Linked DNA regions of Sus scrofa: all the other regions are linked to region 2. A link is a contact called in public HiChIP or PLAC-seq data. All regions are on one chromosome and are shown on one strand. Each heading gives the region's core, a stretch centred on a gene start, on an enhancer-like site or on the middle of the called end of the contact. The rest is flanking DNA. Distances are from core to core; before and after follow the strand shown. Region 1 has its middle 20 kb from the start of C9H1orf21. Region 2 overlaps EDEM3 (ER degradation-enhancing alpha-mannosidase-like protein 3). Region 3 overlaps LOC110255527 (a long non-coding RNA gene). Region 4 has its middle 100 kb from the start of C9H1orf21. Region 5 holds the start of C9H1orf21.

What was found. HiChIP or PLAC-seq counts read pairs in DNA pulled down with a chosen protein or histone mark.
Region 1: a contact with region 2 is called in an H3K27ac HiChIP or PLAC-seq map of skeletal muscle, with 4 times the contacts expected there. The contact joins two enhancer-like sites. A contact is called at or near these places in 1 of 47 Hi-C or Micro-C datasets (embryonic fibroblasts) and 1 of 2 datasets of contacts at active chromatin or transcription factors (skeletal muscle).
Region 3: a contact with region 2 is called in an H3K27ac HiChIP or PLAC-seq map of skeletal muscle, with 13 times the contacts expected there. The contact joins two enhancer-like sites. A contact is called at or near these places in 6 of 47 Hi-C or Micro-C datasets (embryonic fibroblasts, fibroblasts, liver and 1 more) and 1 of 2 datasets of contacts at active chromatin or transcription factors (skeletal muscle).
Region 4: an H3K27ac HiChIP or PLAC-seq map of skeletal muscle shows a contact between it and region 2, with 7 times the contacts expected there. The contact joins two enhancer-like sites. A contact is called at or near these places in 1 of 47 Hi-C or Micro-C datasets (heart right ventricle) and 1 of 2 datasets of contacts at active chromatin or transcription factors (skeletal muscle).
Region 5: a contact with region 2 is called in an H3K27ac HiChIP or PLAC-seq map of skeletal muscle, with 7 times the contacts expected there. The contact joins the promoter of C9H1orf21 here to the enhancer-like site in region 2. A contact is called at or near these places in 1 of 5 promoter capture datasets (liver), 7 of 47 Hi-C or Micro-C datasets (brain, embryonic fibroblasts, fetal heart ventricle and 2 more) and 1 of 2 datasets of contacts at active chromatin or transcription factors (skeletal muscle).

What each region holds. Positions count from the first base shown.
Region 1 is chr9:125,591,273-125,593,972 of Sscrofa11.1, reverse strand. No RefSeq gene overlaps it. Among named protein-coding and RNA genes, the nearest start is that of C9H1orf21, 20 kb to the left of the region's middle. Within about 2 kb of position 1,367, at least 3 of the 83 cell types and tissues checked have an H3K27ac peak or open chromatin away from gene starts, as enhancers often do. A contact at or near this core is called in skeletal muscle, where this site is marked.
Region 2 is chr9:125,908,897-125,911,596 of Sscrofa11.1, reverse strand. It overlaps EDEM3 (ER degradation-enhancing alpha-mannosidase-like protein 3), which reads left to right. Exons shown (of 20, transcript XM_021102628.1): 20 at 1-2,700. Among named protein-coding and RNA genes, the nearest start is that of EDEM3, 73 kb to the left of the region's middle. Within about 2 kb of position 1,331, at least 12 of the 83 cell types and tissues checked have an H3K27ac peak or open chromatin away from gene starts, as enhancers often do. A contact at or near this core is called in liver and skeletal muscle, where this site is marked.
Region 3 is chr9:125,467,366-125,470,065 of Sscrofa11.1, reverse strand. All of the region lies in intron 1 of LOC110255527 (a long non-coding RNA gene), which reads left to right. Among named protein-coding and RNA genes, the nearest start is that of C9H1orf21, 140 kb to the left of the region's middle. Within about 2 kb of position 1,400, at least 1 of the 83 cell types and tissues checked has an H3K27ac peak or open chromatin away from gene starts, as enhancers often do. A contact at or near this core is called in skeletal muscle, where this site is marked.
Region 4 is chr9:125,512,223-125,514,922 of Sscrofa11.1, reverse strand. No RefSeq gene overlaps it. Among named protein-coding and RNA genes, the nearest start is that of C9H1orf21, 100 kb to the left of the region's middle. Within about 2 kb of position 1,327, at least 3 of the 83 cell types and tissues checked have an H3K27ac peak or open chromatin away from gene starts, as enhancers often do. A contact at or near this core is called in skeletal muscle, where this site is marked.
Region 5 is chr9:125,611,712-125,614,411 of Sscrofa11.1, reverse strand. C9H1orf21 reads right to left here and starts at 1,330. Exons shown (of 6, transcript XM_003482739.3): 1 at 906-1,330.

The sequences.
Region 1 (2,700 bases), core at 118-2,617, 320 kb after region 2:
GCCTTGGTCAGTGGGTTAGGATCTGGCGTTGCCGTGAGCTGTGGTGTAGGTCACAGACGCGGCTTGGATCTAATGTTGCTGTGGCCATGGTGTAGGCTGGCAGCTGTAGCTCCGATTTGACCCCTAGCCTTGGAAACTCCATATGCTGCAGGAGTGGCCCTAAAAAGCAAAAAAAAAAAAAAAAAAAAAAAAAAAAAAAAAAAAAAAAGAAGAAGAAGAAGAAAAAGAAACTAAGAGAGGAATAATGAGTAAAAAATCTTTTTTCCAACAGAAAAATCCCCGATACTAAGATGCAGGTTTTTGGAGTAAGCAGACACTAAGTATAAGACAACATTCTCTCACATCTAATTATATGGCTAACATAGATATGTTAGTTAGGATGCTTTAGGCAGTAAGAACATAATCCACCAAAAGTGGCTTAGATAAGAAAGACATATACTATCTCACATAATAATGAAATACAGAGGTCAGGTAGTATCTGGGTCTCTAATTCAGCAGCTCAAGGGGAAATAAAGATGATGCTTTCCATCTTTCTACTGCATCATTCTCACCACGTTGCCTTTTGGCTCCAGACATGTTCTTTTACGGTTACAAGATGGTTACAGCAGCTCTAAGCATCACATCCTCAAATCTATATATAGTGGCCTAACAAGAAACATCTTCCTTTGCATTCCTTTTGAACAACAAGAACTTCCCCAAAGCTCTTTCTACTCTCATAATTGGCCAGAATTAGAAGTCACATGCTTATTCCTAAGCCAATCACTGGCAAAGGATGCTGAATTACCACAATGTTGCCAAACCATCAATTTGAACCTCTGGGGCTGGGGAGGAGGCCAGCATTCCCTGAAGAATATGTCCATCTGATTCCTGAACAAAATGGAAATTGGCTGGTGGCAGGAAAATATGGGTCTGAGGTAGGCAGCCGGAGAGACAACCACAGCAGAGTTTCAAAGCAGAAGTCCCTCCAGGCCAGGGGCGATTCCATTAAGGGGACCTTCCCTGATGACCACTGGGCTTGACCTTGCTTCACAGATGAGCTTCTCTTACAGGAATGAGTTTTGCTGATCTTTAGGATAGCTGCTAAGGACACCCTGTGCTGTATATTCTGCTGGTTCATATTACGCCACCTTGACCTGAAGCCAAATTATGCATAAGCGTTCTAAAATGGTTTATGGCTAGGGGAAGGCGGGCTGATGTCATTTGTCAAATGTGGCACTCTAGAATTATCTTACCAATATAAAACCAGGCAAAAGCTTTTCCACAGGAAAATGTGTTTTTGAAACAAGAATGAACACCCTAGAACTTACTTCATGTGGAATAATGGAATAACAGACTCAGCCCATTGCAGTAATGGTGAGGGGAGTGAAAAAATGGTGACCAGTGACCAGGTTTAAACTCAGAGAAAAATGAAAATGGGTGGTGCTTCTTGAGTTGATCCTTCTTTGTAAAAGTGAAATTATGAGCTCCTTAGAAATGGAGAAGTTTGCTTTTTATATTCAAATTACTCAAAGGTAGAAGGGACTTATTAATATACTTTAAAAAATATCCCTAGCATGCCTAACATACTGCTTTATACATAGTATGAATAGCTATCTTTTGATCAATGGATTGCAGTGAGGTTCCTTCATGAAATCACCAAACCAAGAAGAAGACCCAAGTACTGGCTACCTTGGCAATATCAGTAGGGAAAAGCTTACTTGACAGACGTAGAAGCTAGCCCTGAGTTTATATCTGAGGTTCTCAGCTATGGCTACACGTTGAATCACCTGCAGGGCTTTCAACACCTATACCTTGGTCCTATCCCCAGAGTGTCTGATTTGGTATAAAGCTTGGGTATTGACATGGTTTAAAGGCTCTCCAGGTGATTCTGATGTGCAGTCAAGGTTGAACTACTGCATCAAAATCACCTGGAGGGTTTATTAAAACTCAGGTTGCTGGGCTAAAATTCAGAGTTTATGATCCAGCCAATCTGAGGTGGGGCCCCCAAATTTGTATTAACAAGTTTCCAGGAGCTGCTGCTGCTAGTGGTTGGAAGGGACACACTTTAAGAACCCCCACTCTAGAGCACAGTGTAGCCAACCCACAAACTCATATAAGTTGTAAGTCTATGCAGGTTATCTAGCTGGAGGTCTGTTCTTGTGTGGCCATAGCGAAGAATGGTCCTACATTTTGAAAGGGTCGTAAAGAAGCTAAAGCAAAGCAGCAGTGATAAAAATAAAGAAAAATATGCCACACAAACCGTGTGGCCTGCAAAGCCTAAAATATTTAATATCTGGCCTTTTACAGAAAATACTTGCTGATTCTTGCTCTAGAGGTTCTTGAGGTCCGATCGAAAAAAGCAAGAATCCTAAAGGGTAAGAGAAAAATTTTGATGAGAAAAATTGTTCTAGAGGCATGGGGGGAGCTCTAAACAGCTGAAAGATTATTAACCCCCTACTATGTGTCAAGAGAATGGCATAATTTCATTTAGCCTGACAACAATGCTATTATTATCACTCCTGTTTTATAGATCAGGAAATCGAAGCTCAAAGAGACATTTATTTACTTACTCGTATAGAAAGCTAGTACATGATAAAAGATTTCTATCAACTACCCTAGGTCCTAGGAAAAGCTCAGAATTCTGTTTAGAAATGGATGTCTCCCAGAGCCAGTCTAAAAATATAATAAGCAATAAAAACCTGGACTTTTTTCTAGTGGCTC
Region 2 (2,700 bases), core at 82-2,581:
ATGCACTTGCCATTGGGCCTTCCAAAGGGAAAGCTGTGACTACTCTGAAACGGAACTTAAGGTTATATCTTAGTAGGGTGAATTATAAATCTTTTCCAGTTCATTTCTTTGGAGGTGATTACCTCTTGCCATCAGCCTTACTCCATCCCATGTTTAGTACGCATTTTGAGCCACAAGGCCTGTGTTGCCAATATCTGAATACATTTTGTTCCATTTTTCTATCTTCGGGAGCCATGATAAAACTGTGGTAGTGATTTAAAAATTCTGGGGTAACTACTATTTTCCTCCTTTGAAACTATGATTTCTAAAGTTGCACCTAAGGAGTCTGTCACATTTTCTGTTGAATCATGGTTTTTTAAGTTTGCTTTTTTTAAAAAAACTAGTATTCCATCTGATATGGACTTGAAAATTAGTCTTTGGTAATCTGTGTAAAAAACTTACACAGTAGCAACTAACATACAGCCATATAGTTTAATGAGAGTCCGGCCCTCCAGCGTGTGTACGTGTGTTGTGTGTGTGTGTGTGTGTGTGTGGCAGTCTGGTGCTGGCCACATATAAGTTTTAAAAAGTTTGTTGTTGATATCTGTAGATAGCCCTGTAATTGAAATCATGGCTTTACTCATTTTATTTTCAAAGTTACCTGTATCATTTCTAAAGGAATATTTGAGAATTCCCCTTTTCTTTACCATGACATTATATAATAACCTTTTCTTAAAACAGTTTTTGAGGTACTGATGAACTTAAACTGTATATGGAGCTGTTAAAAGAACAGCAGTGCTGTATTGTAGTTATGTATATTCATGTACAGTCTTAGATCCCAGGTAAACAAACACATTCTGTCACAAGGGGATAAATAGCTACTTTCAAAAATTCCATCTAAACTTAATTGGGTCAGTGAGTAATCTAATAGAGAATTCACATTGGGGGGGTGGCGGGGGAAGAGTAGTAAACAAGACCTTTATTGGCCCTTAATTAAACCTGACACCAAAATGGCTATTTTTAGTCTCTCTGCATGTGAAATTTGGTGTAAGAAGATAGAACTATAATACATACAGTCTATGGAAGGATAGACTGCTTTGTTCATCTTCATTGCAAAGCCACCAAAATAGCTGAAGCTTAATTACTTGACTTGCCTTGATTCATAGGACTGGGGCTTGGAGAAAAGGAGCAGATGTTCCTTTAAAACTTGGATTACAGAGCCTTATGTACATTGATTTTGTATTTGTAGCACAGAGCCATTGTTGTCTAAATCTGACTTATCTAAGTTAACAAAACAACATAGTTTTGTGTCCAGCAGAGGTCTTGTGGCATCCTAGGAAAAGCCAGACTACTGCCACTCTCCCTTCCTTTGGCCGTTAGGGGGAGCTGTTGCCATTGAGGTCTAGAAGCAAATTGTTCACTCGTTTCGAAAATGAATCGTTTAAAAAAAAGAAGGAAGAAAGAAAAGAAGAAAAAAAACACCCAGAAGGAGTTATTCTTGATTTTTCCCTAGCTAAGAAAAGAAGGTAACATGTTCAGTTTCAGATTCCGACATTGTCCTTGACTCTCTCCATTCTTAATTGACATACTGCCACAAAGCTGTTTTTGAGTTCATTAAAAACTTTCAATACCATTAGGCTTTTTTTTTTTTTTAATGTTTTGTTTTTTAAATACCTTTTATAGCATTTTCTTTACTTCCTAAAGATTCAGGAGATTCTGTGTGACCCTGAATTTTAGAAACATCTGGTCTACCTCAGTTAAGTGTTGCCTGTACAGAGAGAGAGCTGAAGTGATCACCACAGCCATAAAACTGTTTGACTAAGAAGGATTTATGCAATGTTTACAAACCTGGAATCAAGTAAGGATTTTATCTGAAAGTTAAAATCAGATATTAGAGAAAGTATTTAATTCAGGTATTTTCAAGTTTTAAAACGTAACCTGTTTACCTAATAGAAATAGTTTTTTTCTGCTTTGGAAAGTCCATTGAAATGACATACCCTAATTTGCAGTGCTTTCTCCATAAAGTTTAGGTGTGAAAGAACTGTAATGTACCAGATACGTTTGGAATGAGAGCTTTTGTTGGGTAGGTTCTTTTTCTTTTTTAACTTTTAATAGGCTTCCAACAAGAATACCATTGTTGTTCAGAACAAAAATTTTTTTTACGTTATACTTTCCCTTTTTCCCCCACAGTATTAGGAATTAAAATGAAAAATTGTGCACTCTCTGATTTGACTTCTCTAATTACTCTGTCAAGATATTTTTTTCTAATTACCACCACAGCCCTTTTTATAGGAAAACCAGCATTTGTTCCCTCACCAAACCCCATGCCAAATTCATCATAAAGAAAGCTCAGCATAAGTAATTCAAATAGTGCTTATAATTGGGGGGGGGGCATTTAATAAATATTCCAACCGGTCGTTTTATGCACAAGGCTTCAGTCAGAACATAGAAAAAAAAAAACATTCTGTGAATGAAATATTGTATGTTCAGATTTTATAAAAGACATTTTTAAAAGCCCAATTTACAGCCGTATATTTTCTTATGATGTAATTTATGAAAAAGATGTCTGTACTAACAGGTGCTGTAACACTACTGTTGTTGGATTTTATTGTTTGGTGATAAATGTATACCATATTTCTAAGGGAAACTATGTACTGTGATGTAAAAGTCTGGGCAAAATGTATATAATCCTTGTATATAATTGTGTATTTGATTATAATT
Region 3 (2,700 bases), core at 151-2,650, 440 kb after region 2:
AGACTTTCAGCCAATCAGTGGGAGGGGGAAAGTGGATGGAGGTCCTGGGCAAGAGGAGGCTGCAGCTGCCCAGAGCTCGAGGGGTGGCTGGTGAGGGAGGGAAGGGGAGGGAGGAGACACCTGAGTGATGAGGCTCAGGAAGGCTCGGAAGGTAGAGCTTGGGCCTGATGGAGCTGAGTGCTAGCGTAGGACAGGCGGCAGGAAGCCGGAGGATTCATGGAAAGCCCTTAGGAGAGACGCTGTCCATGAGACCCCCTCCCCAGCACATGCAGCTGCCGAGTATCCATCTCCAAAGGAAACTAGGGTGTCCTTCAAAGCACCGAATGGCCCCAGAGCACAGACTGCCCTTGAAGCATTGAAAGTCCTTCTGAGGAAGGCGGGCCTATTGTATCAACATCCGAATGCAGTGGTCCTCAACCATATTTTGCCCCCCAGAGGACATTTGACAGTGTCTGGAGAAGACATTTTTGGTTGTCTGCGAGGACAACCAACTTGGGACAGGAGCTACTGGCATCTGGAAGGTGGAGGCCAGCAGTGCTGCTAAACGTCCTGCAATGCACAGGAGAGACCCATACAACACAGAAGCATCTGGCCCCAAATGTCGGTGGTGCCAAGTTTGAGAAACCCTGCTCTAACACAAAGCCCTCCAGTTTGTCAAGTTCCCCCAAACCCCAAGCAGTGCTGCATGTCCATTTCGGCAACATCACCAACGATCAACTCAATCAAGGCCCTGGCCAGTGCCTGGTGCTGTGCGAGATGCTTTATGGCGGAACCAGGAGACAGGTCACTGGGAGCACGGAGAAGTGGGGGGTTTCAGTGTTGCTTGAAAAATTCTGAGAGTGTACAACCACATTTTTTTAAAAGAAGGAAAAGAAAGCCTGAGAATTAGTTAAGAGCAAAGAAAGAGTTCCTGTGCCATGCCCGGGGTGACAAAGGGTTGACCACAATACCCATCAATGGCCAGCAGAGGGCAGCTGGGGCAACAGAGCAGGAGTAGGGGAATTTCTGCCCTTCAAGGCGACAATGCCAATAATGAGGATGCACTAGCAGAAGTCAGGAGTTCAGCTGGAATCAAACACAGGAGAAAGAGAAGATAGTTGCTCACTGACTCCAGGACAACACAGATTTCACGTGGTTGAGAGATGAGACCATGGAAAAACTGGGAACCCAGGGATGTTGGCCCAGGTGGCATTGGGCTTGGGCTGGAAAGCCAGATCCGTTGCCAGGTACTGGGCTCACAACAGAGCAAGAGGAAATCGGCCTCTGACATGCTTTCAAGGGGCAACTGGGTGCGGGTAACATTCACCTGCTCCTCTTCTCAGCCTCCACTCTGCTTCTCATGGGTCCAGTGCCTGGGATAGCAGTCAGAGGACAGCAGAAAGGACGGAGCTGCAGGGCACGCAGTGATGTAAGTCCCTCTGGAAGAGGTAAAATTCAGAGCTGCCAGGAATGTGGAAACCTGACCCTGGTTGGAAGCGGACGATTCTATGTCCCTGCCAAACAGTCTCAGGATGGCCCTGCAAAGCCAGCATCTCACTCCAGGGCAGCCTACACAGATCTCCTTTACAAATCACCCCTATCGGAACTCTTTTGTAGAAGTAAAGCAAAGAAGGCGATCCCTTTAGGGGCATTTACAGGGAGGACATGGAGCTATTCTGGGACAACACAGGTGAAATTTTGAGGACCAGTGAACAAACAGGGCCACCTCCCAGTAGTCATTTTTATCATTACTGATGATAATGGCTTACCCATTCTCCAAGTTTATTTCATGGATGTCTGAAATAGAATCAAGTCTGAACATTGCAGAAATCTCCCTTATTTACGAAGCATGAAGAGGAGAAGGTCTGAATGCCCAGGAATTTGGGCTGGAGCTGATATAACCTCCACATGCTAGGTGGGATACCATTGCTGACCTATTCTAGAAGTCCAGTAACACTGGCACACAACCACTTCAAGTGTGCAATATTCTGGTTTATTTGCTATTTTAAAAAACACTTTTTGCTTGTTATCTATCAGAACCAGAAATAATTTTCCAATACCAAAAAAAGTGGGGGGTGGGGATGAAATACATGTTATTTAAGTACTGGCCACTGCCCTAAGTACTTTTTCTATTCTGACATTTAATCCTGAGAACAGTCATTTGCGTAGTTATTATGACGCCACTTCACAGACGAAGAAGCCAGCGTTCTAAGATATCACTGTAAAAAACTAACACGTTTTTATGAAGCGCTTTCTATACCAGGAACTGAGCTATACTCTGGGGGAAACAGATAAAGTACCAGAGTCTCCCCCATGCCGGTAGGATTTGATATGCACCCGGACAATTACATATTAGAAACACTCTAATGGAAATGGGAGCTCCTGGGATCTGCCTGAAGGAGCCAGGGATGACTTCAAAGTGAGGTGACACCCACTGACTCTGGAAAGGACAGGGATTTTCCAGTCCTCCCGCCTACCTGATGTCATACCCTTGTGCTGTGGCAAAGTGAGCTTGCCAGTTTCCATGGAAATTCCCTGCAGGCTAATCAAAGCCCACTTAAATTTAAAATGGGTAGAGCCTGATATTCTCTGATGCATCCCAGTGTCTACTTCTACAAGTAGGGTTCGGTGGTCCATCATGAACCTTTGGGGGAATCCTTAAGATGGGACAAGACTGATAAAGTAGCTGACCGGCTGGCTGTCACCACCCTTTCTTCTTGT
Region 4 (2,700 bases), core at 78-2,577, 400 kb after region 2:
ATTGTTCACATGCTTTCAACTCCATGGCAGATAAGATACAAGACAAATTCAAGATGCTTAAGCCTTACTCTTGCAGGAGTTTTTAAGTCAGCAATTTGTTTTCTTTTGTGCTGCACCTGTGGCATATGGGATTCCCAGGCTAGGAGTCAAATGGAGCTGGCCTCCTGGCCTATGCCACAGCCACGGCAATGCCAAATCTGAGCCATATCTGTGACCTAAGCCACAGCCTGCAGCCATGCTGGATCCTTAACCTACTGAGGGAGGCCAGGGATGGAACCTGCATCCTCACAGACATTACATGGGGTCTTTAGCCCACCGAGCCACAGTGGGAACTCCGAAGTCAACAATTTTTAAATCATTGGAGGGTCTGTTTATTTTCTAAATCCTACCATGCCACATTCCTATAAGGCCTTTTCAGGTGGGGTTAGAGTAAGCTGCCACCTCACTGCGCTCGCTAAGCATTTTGTACCTGGTCACTGCCTAGATCCCATTGTCTTGTGCCTCCTTACTGTCTCACCTGCTCCTTTCCACTCCAGGCTCCAGGCTGGGCGCTCCAAAGCCTGCAGGACGTGCATATGGGGATGGACCATGCCTGCTTGTGCAATGGACAGCACCCCAAGAAAGCCCCATCTATAGGCCCTGCCCTCCCACCCTGAGTGCCTCAACTCTGCTTTCCTGGGTGCATCCAGGGAAACAGAAAAATCACTTCCCCTGTGTAGCTTTGGGATCTGCTGAGGATTCAGCTTCATCCTCGAGTCCATGAATTGACGGTCAAGCCTGGCAGGGAGTACCTGTCTCAGACATTTGGGGCTGATGTCTGTCCCCGCTGTCTCAGGTCAAAGGGATAAGCAACTGTAACCCGAGTGGAGCAGGGAGTAAGCAGGCATTGAGCTGACTCTGAGGACTGGACGATTTCGGCCCCTAGCAAACCGCCGTGGAGAAAGGATGCGTTCAGATGGTGCTCACTAGTAAGCTTGATGACACTCTCTCATGACCTCCCTAGAAACCTCCCAGGAAGGCTCCTGTTTGCCGCTGCAGGTTCTCTGGCCTCGTGAAGGCTGAGACTAGGCTGCTGAGGACGTAGCACATTCTAAACCCTGAGCTCTCTTGGGATGGTGCCCAGAGCAAGGTTCTGGGAACACAAAATATTTCTGCAACCCCTGGGGTGAAGCTACTGATGGAAGCAGCCGGGGTGAAATCTCAGCAGGGGCTTGTGCTTCCCCAGCCTTCGCCCTCCTCCCTTCCAGCAGGGATGTAAGTAAAGCCAGTGGCCAGCCATCTGGAGGTCCTTAAAGGGACCGATGGTTGGGTTGTTATCACCAGCCAAGGCCATGACCCAGTGCTCAGAACTGCGGCCAATTCCCATGTGTCACTAAAATGATCCCACAACTAGCTAACACTCAACCAGCCAGGCCCTTCACATGAGTCATCTTATTTAAGACACCCTATGAAGTAAGTACTTTCATGTCTGAGTAACAAATGAGGAAGGTACATGGATATCCGAGCATCACAGAGTTTTGTGTAAATTTCAGAATTGGGAATTCTAACCCAGCAGAGACCAGAGGGCCACAGGCCATTCTGGTTCTGTTTCATGGACAGTTGGCAAAGGAGCCTTGGAAGAATTAGATCCAAAGGAATCATAAGGCAGCAGGAAGGAAAATAGTGGGGAGTCAAGAGTTCACTTGGACAGAACCGGAAAGGTAACACGAATGCTTTATCCGACAGCCACCAGCTCCATAGGGTGACATGATTCCAGTGATGCTTCTTAAACAAAAAAACTGCCTCAAGGAGACCCATGGGTGGGCTGCTGAGCCCCATCAGGCTCTCCGGAAATCCGAGATGCATGTGCCTCCCGCCCGACACACACATGATGAAACAGACACACAGACACACCGTGAAACACAGTGCACCGACATCAAAGGCGTAGACAGCCTTCTGTTCCCTTCTGCTTTCTGGATTTCCGGCAGTCTGCAAAGTGTCCCAGACAGAAGAATTCAAAAGACTGAAACTGCAAAACTAGTCAGGGGCAAGACGCAGAGAGGAAGTTTCAAATGAGAAAACCTTTGCTTTTTTTCCTGGGAAGCACCTTAAGAGAAAAAAAAACACCTTTCTTTACAATCCATTTGAATTAAATCCAAAGCCAGTGAACAACTAGACCATACAAAACATTAAACACGAGGAAGGATTTTACCAGCCGCCAAGAGCTGCACACCCCACCTCCCCTCTGTGTCTTAGAATTGACCGCTCCCACCTTGGTCCCTACTGAAGTGCATAGATTCTTTTTTTTTGTCTTTTGTCTTTTTGTTGTTGTTGTTGTTGTTGTTGTTGTTGTTGCTATTTCTTGGGCCGCTCCCACGGCATATGGAGGTTCCCAGGCTAGGGGTTGAATCGGAGCTGTAGCCACCGGCCTACGCCAGAGCCACAGCAACGCAGGATCCGAGCCGCGTCTGCAACCTACACCACAGCTCACGGCAACGCCGGATCATCAACCCACTGAGCAAGGGCAGGGACTGAACCCGAAACCTCATGGTTCCTAGTCGGATTCATTAACCACTGCGCCGCGACGGGAACTCCCATAGATTCTTTTTAAATGATTCCTATGATACCTTTTTGCATGTTTTTTGTTTTTTGGGTTTTTTCAGGGCTGCGCCTTTGGCACATGGAGGTTCCCAGGCAAGGGGTGGAATCAGAGCCACAGCT
Region 5 (2,700 bases), core at 81-2,580, 300 kb after region 2:
CAATTCAGAGCTTTAGAAGAGGGATGAATGGGAAATGAGAGCCTCTAAACCCAGGGGCTTCTCTCACACAAACGGTAGGAGCTGGGGGGGGGGGGGAATCCCTCGGAGGAGGTGGGGGGCAGGGTGGAAGATGGGGAAGGACATCGAGCAGAAGACCAGAGGCAGCTGCGGCGGCCGCACTCCGAGAACTGCCTGCAGAGGGGAGTGAAATCTTTCCCTTGTACAATAACGAAGCACCCTCTGGCTGCCTCGCATGGGCACGAATAATAAATACATCGAGATGGGCAAACAGCTGCACGGAAACAAGCCACCCCAAAAAGGTCAAAACTTCAAAAATCCCAGGGATCACAGCACCCACACAAACACATCAATCTGTCGGAGCGGGAGAAGAGACTTGGAGATTTAGCAAAGGATTCTAAATTTTGTGTTTTCTTCCAAGCTCTGGCTTGCAAAGTACGGCGGCTACAGGCAAAGCTCGAGAGGAGCAGGAAAGGCTGAGGGCGGCGGGGGTGCGGGTGGCAAGGGAGGGGTGTCGAACCCCAGCCACCCAGGCCTCAATGTGACCAAAGTCGTCAGCAGCCCCAACCGCATCCCAGTCCCTCCGCCCCGGCCAGCAGACGCCCCCTCCAGCTCCCCGCACCCCAGCTTCCGTCCCCTGCAGCCCCGCCGGCCCCGCAGCGGCGGCGGTAGCCCCAGCAGCCCCAGCAGCCCCGGCCCCAGCCGCCCCAGCCGCCCCAGCCCGGGCCGCGGGCCGGCAGCGCCAAGACCGCGGCTCGCATCCCCGCCGCGCGGCAGGCACCCCGCAGGCCTCCCTCCCAGCCCACCCGGGCGCGCCGGGGAGCGGAGCCCGGGCGGGCTGCGCCGCCAACTCCCGCCGCCCCGGGCTGGCGGGGGCTCACGCTTACCTTGGGCGCTCGCGGGGGGGCTGAAGGTGGCAAGCCTCCCGCCCCCCGCCCGGGTGCTCCTCGCCTGTTTTCTTCCTCCCTCCTCCTCCTCTTCCTCCTCCTCCCCACAGTCAGACGGGGTCTCCCCCTCCTCCCAGCTGCCGGGAGTAAGAGCCTAAGCCCCCGAAGCCCGGCCCGCGTGCGTGCGTGCGTGCGGGAGGCGGCGGCGCGCGGCCAGCTCGCCAGTAACTGAGCGCGGCGCGCGGCTCCCAACTCAAGTGTGAAAGAAGCGGCGGCCGCAGCGGCCGCGGCACGGAACGTCCCCCCGGGAGTGGGCAGGGAGCGAGCTGGAGCCGGCGGGCTGCGAGCAGGGGAGGGGACCGGGACGGAGGGAGGGAGGGAGGGAGGGAGGGAAGGAGGGGACCTCCTCGCCCAGTCACTCACTCGAGGGGCGGGAGCAGCCGGCCACGCCCCCACCGCTGGCCCCTCCCCGCGCCCGGCTCCCGCGCGGGTCCAGCTCCCCGCCTCGCCCCCGGGAGGGGCCTGCCCTGCCGAGGCCGTGAGGGCGCCCCGCACCCTGGAGCAAGAGACTGGGCGAGGGGGGTGCCAGGGCTGCAGAAAAGGAAAGAGGACGAGCACGGGCGTGTGTGTCTGTCTCCGTTTGTGTGTATGTGTGTGTGTGTGCGCGCGCGCGCGCGCATCCAGCACCGGCCGGCCAGCGGGAAGGGAGACCCCGGCGGGAAAGCTGCGTCCTGAGTCTGGCACCCGGGCAGTGGCGTGGGAGCCGCGGGGCCGCTCGGAGGCCCGGACGGCCCAGTTCTGCGAGAAACCCCAGCCAGCCCTTGGGCCCAGCCGCGGGGCTGCGCCTGCTGGAAGCCGAAGAAGGGAAGGCCGGGCATCCTCGGCTCGCCGCGCGGCCCCTCCCCTTGCTGGACCGGCGGGCGCTCCCAGGCGGCCCCGGCCCCGACACCAAACCGCCTTCCTCCTGCCCTGGAGCCGCAGCGCCTGCAACGTGAATGGAGCGTTGGCTCCTGGGCAGAAGCGGCACTGGGGAGGGTAAGGAGCCAGCCGCGACCCCTCCCGAGACTTAGCGCCCTACAGCCCCTTTGGCCCCTCCCGGCCTCTTGGGACTAAAGGGCGGAGGCCGAGCCTGCGTGGCGTGTGAGATGATTGGGGATTCAGAAAGATCGCCGCCCACACTTCACCTGCTTGGTGTTTTGTGTATGTGGACACTCACAAGAGGTCAACCAATGTCTCACCCTTTGGGAGAAGGGATTTTTCTCCCTTTTCTGGTCCTATCGGGTGTGTTTCGTGTGCTCACCGAATTGATCTTTCAACATTGATAGCGATTGGATGCCTTTTGTGTGGCTTCCTCGCGCTTGGCTGCTCCTGTATTGCCCCAGACACGTGAGGAATGCCAGGCCTCCCGAGTGAGGACACCCAAGAAAACAATAGGGGCAAAAGATCCTCCCAAACCGAATTACTTCTCACTTTGGGCCCAGATATGTTGGAAAATGGGGAAGGACACATCAGAGCTGTGACAGTGATGACACACTTAATTGAAAAGCAAATTAATAATTTAGTTTAATGAAATGAGTTAATAACCCATCTACAATGGCTAGGAAGTCAGCCTTCTTGAGAGAAAAAAAAAAAAAAAAAAGGTTTTCCAGCGCTCTCACTTTTTTTGATTTGAAAGGCTGGTATTACACTGTTTTTGAAACTCACCTGTATTGCATTTTTTAAATTATCCATGTTCTAGTTGATTTTTCTCTGTGGATCCAGAACTCTTTGTAGTCTAGCCCCTTGAAGAGGGATG